Regions from separate parts of the Anas platyrhynchos genome. Here region 1 is linked to region 2. The links are chromatin contacts, called in public Hi-C maps. All regions are on one chromosome and are shown on one strand. Each heading gives the region's core, a stretch centred on a gene start, on an enhancer-like site or on the middle of the called end of the contact. The rest is flanking DNA. Distances are from core to core; before and after follow the strand shown. Region 1 has its middle 41 kb from the start of RGSL1. Region 2 holds the start of RGSL1 (regulator of G protein signaling like 1).

Region 1 (3,145 bases), core at 271-2,770, 41 kb after region 2:
GCCCCACGTTTCCTGGGGGCAGGAGGATCTGCGGGGGGATGAAGACCATCTGAAGGACTGTTACCCAGAGGATGATCTTCTGGGGGAAGGTCTGTACCTGCTGATCCAGCAGAGGGCTTGGTGGGGCTTCCCTGAAGGTTTTGGTGTCAATGGAGAAACCTTGTAACGAGAGTCCCCTAAAAGTGCATCCACCTTTCGCATGATGGCACTCAGGCGGTGTCTTATGGTCACGGCAAGATCTGTGGATAGTCCAAGGCTCTTCTCTGCCACCTTCAGACAATGTCAAGTCCTCTCTTATTGTATGTTCTTGCTCCTCAAGCTCAAAGACTTGTTTTACACCACTGAGCTCTGCATCAGTCATTGCTCCCGCCTTCCAGGTCACCCCATTCCCTCTAAAAACCCACCAGGCTCTCACAGCGTTCCCTGAAGGAGCACGCTTCGGCTTCCCCAGCCAGGATGGGCACCCTCTGCCTCTGGAGAGCTCCTCTGGTGGCGGAGATGGAAGGAATCCTTCCAGCTGTGCATTCCTCTCTCTGAAAACAACCCGGGGCACGCACGTGGGACACTTGTGTGCCTCGCTAACACGCTAACCCAGCACCCAGCTCCTGCAGCCCGCAGCAGCGTGCCAAACCCCCGCACCACCCCGGCCAGGAGAGCACCTGGGCTGGACTCCACCCGGCTGCCAAACCCCCTTTCCTCAAGCCACCCCCTCGTTACGCTGGTTATAATTACCTGTGAGCCTAATTGCACCCTTTCCTCACGGAGAAGCGAGCTCGGAGATGCTGCTCCCACAGAGCAGCGGAGGTTTGGCGGCATGCTAGGAAGCTCCTGGTAATTAGCGAGGTATTTTTATAACCTGTAGTGAGCCTTCCCAGCAAGAGAGTGGATCTAGGCATGCAAAAGCTGCTTTGTGTATCCGAAGCGTGCCGCTCGTGCCCCTCGCTATGAAGCACTGCTAGCGCCAGTCACTTGGTGGATGCAAGGAAACCCCAGCTCCTGCGAGGGCAGCGGTGTGACCGTGGCACAGCTTCACATCTGTGCTCCTGGGTTTGTTTGCTTGGCTTGGACTACAGGGAGCAGCACAGAAAAACAACGTGTTCTTCGGTTACGTCACCGAAGTGTCACCTTGAAGGGTTAGAAGACCCCTCCTCTCCATTTCTAAGCACGGCACACGCTGCAGGAAGCCCTCTCCCTTTATTTTGCCCTGAAACCATCACCAGCCTTCCCCTGGAAAACAATACCAGCATACTTGTCATTGAAGGATGGTGCCCCGGGGGCAGAAACATGCTGGTAGGGAAACCGTTTTCACTTTCAAACTGGGCTTTGCTGTTTGGAAACTCTCTATTTCATGTTCCCCTTCCCAGCCAATTCACATTTTTGCTTCAATCTCTGCAGCCTCGGCCGGGCGCTGCTATGTGGGCTTGTTGTTGGTGTGTCATGGAGAGCAACACATACCTAAGGGAAGGAGTCAACGCCTGCTGGAGACGGGCCTGGCCGAGCTCCCTTTCCCCCCTCCCCGCTCCAAACGTCCCCCAGCTTTGGAAAAGTTTGCCTCCAACTCTGAACTCGCTTGGCCCCACTGCTATAAATAGATGGAACAAAACCTCCCGGGCCAAATGCCCTGAGTGTTTAGAAAGCTTTGATCCCGCGCTGCTTTTGAGAGCTTGATCCCTTCCTGCGAACGCAGCTTGTGACCACATTGCGCCTCAGAGCGGGGTGAAGGGGGGGGGCTGAGCTGCCAGACCCCCGGCACGCTCCTGCATCCCTCGCTGCATCCCTGGGGTTTGGCATCCCGTGGTCACTGCCCTCCCTACCTCTGCATTTCCAACAGGTTTTTACAGGCAGGGCACGCAGCCCCCAGGTCATGGCAAGCAAAAGAGCTTTCAGGGCAGAAAACCTCTTCCTTTGAGGAGCAGAAGCCAGCGGTGCCGCTGCGCGAGGCGCTGCGAGGAGCAGGGCAGGGCGCTGGGGATAACACACCCTCAGCATCCCATGGGGAGGACAGCCAGGACACAGAGCAGCACCAAAACACCTCGCTCTTGGCCAGTGCTTTTCCCCTACCGAGTGACTTCAAGGTAGCTACGGGAGCCTTGGGTGCAAATCCTTCTTGAAAGGAAACTCCCAGAAGCGTGTGGAGGTGCAGCAGTGAGCGCTTGCTCCCTGCCTCCTCACCTTGCCCCGCACAAGGCTGCGGTGGTGCAATCGTGGCGCTGTGGAAACGCAGGGGAGCTGGCACAGGCTCGGGCTGGCGGGGGCCCAGCCCCACAGCTGTGTCCCCAGGGAGCTGGATTAGCTAACAGCGCGTTGGGAAAGGGCTGAGGTCAGCCCCATCGCCCTCTGTCACTGACAGGCATCTCGCATGGGGACGAGGGAGCCTGGAAACCACTCCTTCGGGGCAATTGCAAACACAGCAGCAGGGCTTTGCGAGAGCAGTGACACCCCGTGCAGGGAGCTCAGTGCAGAGAGTGGTGGCGTTCATTCCCTCCTCGCACATCCGATGGGGCTCAGTCCCCCACAAAGGGGCACGGTGAAACCCCTTGCAGGGGGCACCCAACCTGGTTGGCACTGGCACGGTGCCTGGGCTCACCGTATCTCAGCTCTCTGAGGATGCTGGCCTGGTTGTCTGATCCCTGCCCACGCTTTCTGGGGTGCTTCACCCCCTTTTTTCCTGCTGGTTCCTCACCCTTGGACAACCCTCATCCATCCATCCACGGCGCCAGCATCCAGAAACCCCCCGGAGGAGCTGAGCACGGCCCCATCACCGCCGCGCACCCCGGGGGGCTGGCAGGGCACTACCTCGGAGGCGAGCGCTGGCTCGGGGCTTTGTTTTGTGTCCTGTTTACCCCGCCGAGAGGAACAGAGGAGTTCAGTGTGCAGGAATCTCGCGCCCTCGCCCCGCTCCCCCGCCACACGAAAGCTGCTGAGCAAACAGGAGGACGCGGAGCCGCTCGCGCCCCGCTGGCACCCGCTGGCTTTCGGTACAACCGGCCCCACTGCCAGCTCTTGCATAAGCAGCCGGCTCAGCTCGGCACTGTTCTCAGGGCTCTTTTCTTGCAAACCAAGCAGCATCCCGCTCCACCAGCCAAGAAGGACCCCTCTCCTGCCTCCCTCTGAGCCCCTTGAGGTTGTTTTCCCCCCGATACGC
Region 2 (2,925 bases), core at 417-2,916:
TCGCCAGCCAGGCCAGCAAAGCCGGGGGGCTGGCATCCTGCAGCACAACCCCCGGGAGAGGATCAGGCTGGGAGCGAGGAGCCGGCTCGTGGAGGGGAATTGGGGTGAGTTAGGGGCCCGTGCTGTGGGGTTTGCTAAAGAGGGGTGCCAACCCCATGCGGAGGAGGAAGGGAGATGCTTGTGCTGCAGCCCCTGCCACATCCCTGCTGCCTGTCCCCCTCTCCCCCTGCCTGCTTTCCCAGCACCCTGCCTTCCCGTGGCTTCTGCTCCCCTCCTGGGGCTCAAAAGCCAAGTGAAGCCTGGTTTGAAATCACTCCCCCGGCTGCATGAACAACAGCCTCGGCAATGAGGAACCAGCTCCTTCCTCACCCGGCGCCCTTCCTCCCTCCTCCTCGCCCTCCTCTCTCCCCACAGGGGATGTTTTCTCACCAGCTGGCTGGGCAGCTCTGGCCACAGGTCCCACTGCCCCGTGCTGCTGGTGTAAAAGGGCGTCTGGCCAAATACCTGCATGGAAAAGGAGAGCTGGAAGGGATGCAGGGTGGTGGGGAAGCCCAGAGCCCATCCCCGCTGCAGAGAAGGCACCATCTTCCTCTTCATCCCTCCGTCTCCATCTCCGAGCCAAGTCCTCAGCTTTCCCTGGCTTGACAACCAAACTGTGGTGTCGTCCCAATTTTTCTAACACCGAACCCAAAAGTTCACCTGAGAAAGGCTCAGAAAGGTCCCGGCCTTCAGGGGGAGGAGCAGACTTACAGGAAGGTTCAGAAACGTGTTGAAAAAGTCGACAAAAACTTCATCTCTCAGCAGCAGCCCCATGTCCGTAGAGGCTATGGTTGCTGCGGGGGGGGAGAAGAGAAAGTTGTGGGGGCTTTGTGCTGCCGAAAGGTGGATGGGAACCAAAAGATGAGAAGAGGGAAGAGCTGGGCCAGAACAGCTCTCAGAAAAATGTGATGCTGGGTGGGATTTGTGCTCTGGGTTCCCCTTGCATCCCTGTGGCTGCCGGCAGGGCAGTCGGAAAGCACTCAATGCATGGGGGGGCTGGAAAACTCGAGTGGCCTCTTCCTACACGCCAAGGGTTTGTGGTTTGGGGAGGCTGGGCACGAATGCTGTGGCCTTTCCTCCAAACTAGCAGGCAGCGTTGGGCTGGAGGCAGGCACCAGCAGCACCCCAGATCCCCCCCCTGTCCCGAGGAGTTTTAATTCCTTCTGAAAGATCTGGGTGTGAGGGCACGGCTGTGTCCCAGGGAGGGCCCAGGCTAAGGGATGCTGCTCTTCCCCCCCGTGTTGTCCCCTTCGGGGTGTGCTTGGAGGGCCCCAAGCCTCCAGCCAAGGTCACTCACCGGTGGCTGTCATGTTGCTGTATCCCAGGGACACGTTCCAGAGTGCCACGCTGCCTGTGACACGTTCCTCCCAGCCCCAACCCTCGGGGACACGCGGTGCTCTTAGGGACCACAAGGCACAGCCCCACAGCTTGGGCTTCGCTGCCCCTCAGGGACACGCGGTGTTTTTGGGTGCCAGCCCTGCCAATGCACTGGGGCAATCCCAAAATGATGTCCTTCCCCTCTACCCGTTCAGGCACCCGGTCCCGTGCCTGGGTGGTGCCTGACACTTCGTAGGAGACCCCGCTATGGTCGTGGTGGACGGAGCAACCCCGTCAGCCATCCGGCATCGGTGGGCTTGGCTCTCAGATCCCCAATTTTGGAGCCCCTCCAAGGAAGAGAAAAATGAAAAAGCACCGAGGTGGCACTCTGGAAGACCACCTGGTCCCAGCAGATCAGCAGGAGCGGGTGGTGGTGGGCAAAAAAAACAAAAAAACAAAAAAACCTGGAGGGAGCGAGGGGACTTTGGTGGCCCCCCGGCCACCTCACCAGGTGGCGCTGCCACACCAGGAATGCGACACTGTCCCCAGCGGGGACACGGCCACGAGGAGGGCAGGGGGCTTGTAATGTGCCACATGGTCTTCTTCCCAGGAGGGACACGATGGAGAATTGGGAAAATATGTTAAGAGATTGCACCCAGACCGTCCCCGCACGCGTGTCCCCTGGGGAGGCACCGTCCCCTTCCCTCGGTCAGGGCTGGGGGGCTGCAGGGGCACGTTGGTCAGGTGTTATGGTGAAACCCAGCCCTCCCCAAAATGATGTGGGGAAGGGTGAGCCGTGAGCAGGGTCTGTTTGTTCCGGCAGGTGAGCAGAGGAGACAGCGGTGCCGGGAAAAGCTGCGTGAAGGAGTTTCAGGAGACCCTGGGGAGGAGCAGCATCCATCACAAATTCGTAAGTGCTGGTGCTGCTGAGCCTGAGAGACGAGGAGGGGGGGGTTAGGGATGAGCTGGCACGGCTGTCACACATGACAGGCTCACAAGTCCTTGGGAAAAGGTTGCAGCGGTCAGAAACGTGGATTTTCCAGTTGGTAACTGAACAAATGCCCAGTGAGATCCTCAGAGGCTGGCGGAGCTCTGCTCACACCGCTCTGGCTCCCGGCTGACCCCAGCAGGACTGCAACTTTCTGCCTGGAAAGGAAAGAGGGGGGGAAATTAAAAAAATATATATATTAAGAAAAAAAGAGGAAGATGTGAGGAGAGCCCCGATTTATAAGGGAGCTCACGGAGCAGCTCGGGGTGGCTGCGCTCTTTGTACAAAGATAAGGGCAGGGTTGCAACACCGACCACGTCAGTAGGGCTTCACTCCCGACCCACCCGGCCCCTGCTACGCCCCGGGGAGCAGCCCACCCTCGGCAGACCTGAGGCCACGTCCACCAGCGCTCCCCAGGCAGCCTGTGCTGGCAGAGGGGACGTGGCCAGGGCTCTCGTCCTTGCCCGGCACAAGCTGGCACGGCTCGCTGCCGAGGCAAGGTCCAAGGCTGCCTGGCCACGGGGTCACCAGGACCTCGGTGCCTGTGGGAGCAGCCCGAGCTGTCCCGAGGGCTCACAGCC

What was found. A called contact is a pair of places that touch in the nucleus more often than the background predicts.
Region 1: a contact with region 2 is called in a Hi-C map of subcutaneous adipose tissue, with 2.4 times the contacts expected there. The contact joins the enhancer-like site here to the promoter of RGSL1 in region 2. A contact is called at or near these places in 7 of 8 Hi-C or Micro-C datasets (F1 follicle, F5 follicle, liver and 3 more).

What each region holds. Positions count from the first base shown.
Region 1 is chr8:18,147,766-18,150,910 of IASCAAS_PekinDuck_T2T, forward strand. No RefSeq gene overlaps it. Among named protein-coding and RNA genes, the nearest start is that of RGSL1, 41 kb to the left of the region's middle. Within about 2 kb of position 1,521, at least 3 of the 8 cell types and tissues checked have an H3K27ac peak or open chromatin away from gene starts, as enhancers often do. A contact at or near this core is called in subcutaneous adipose tissue, where this site is marked.
Region 2 is chr8:18,106,435-18,109,359 of IASCAAS_PekinDuck_T2T, forward strand. RGSL1 (regulator of G protein signaling like 1) reads right to left here and starts at 1,667. Exons shown (of 22, transcript XM_072041450.1): 1 at 1,337-1,667; 2 at 751-833; 3 at 430-504; 4 at 1-37. The coding sequence starts at 1,349. It overlaps GLUL (glutamate-ammonia ligase), which reads left to right. Exons shown (of 10, transcript XM_072041451.1): 1 at 1-104; 2 at 2,180-2,266.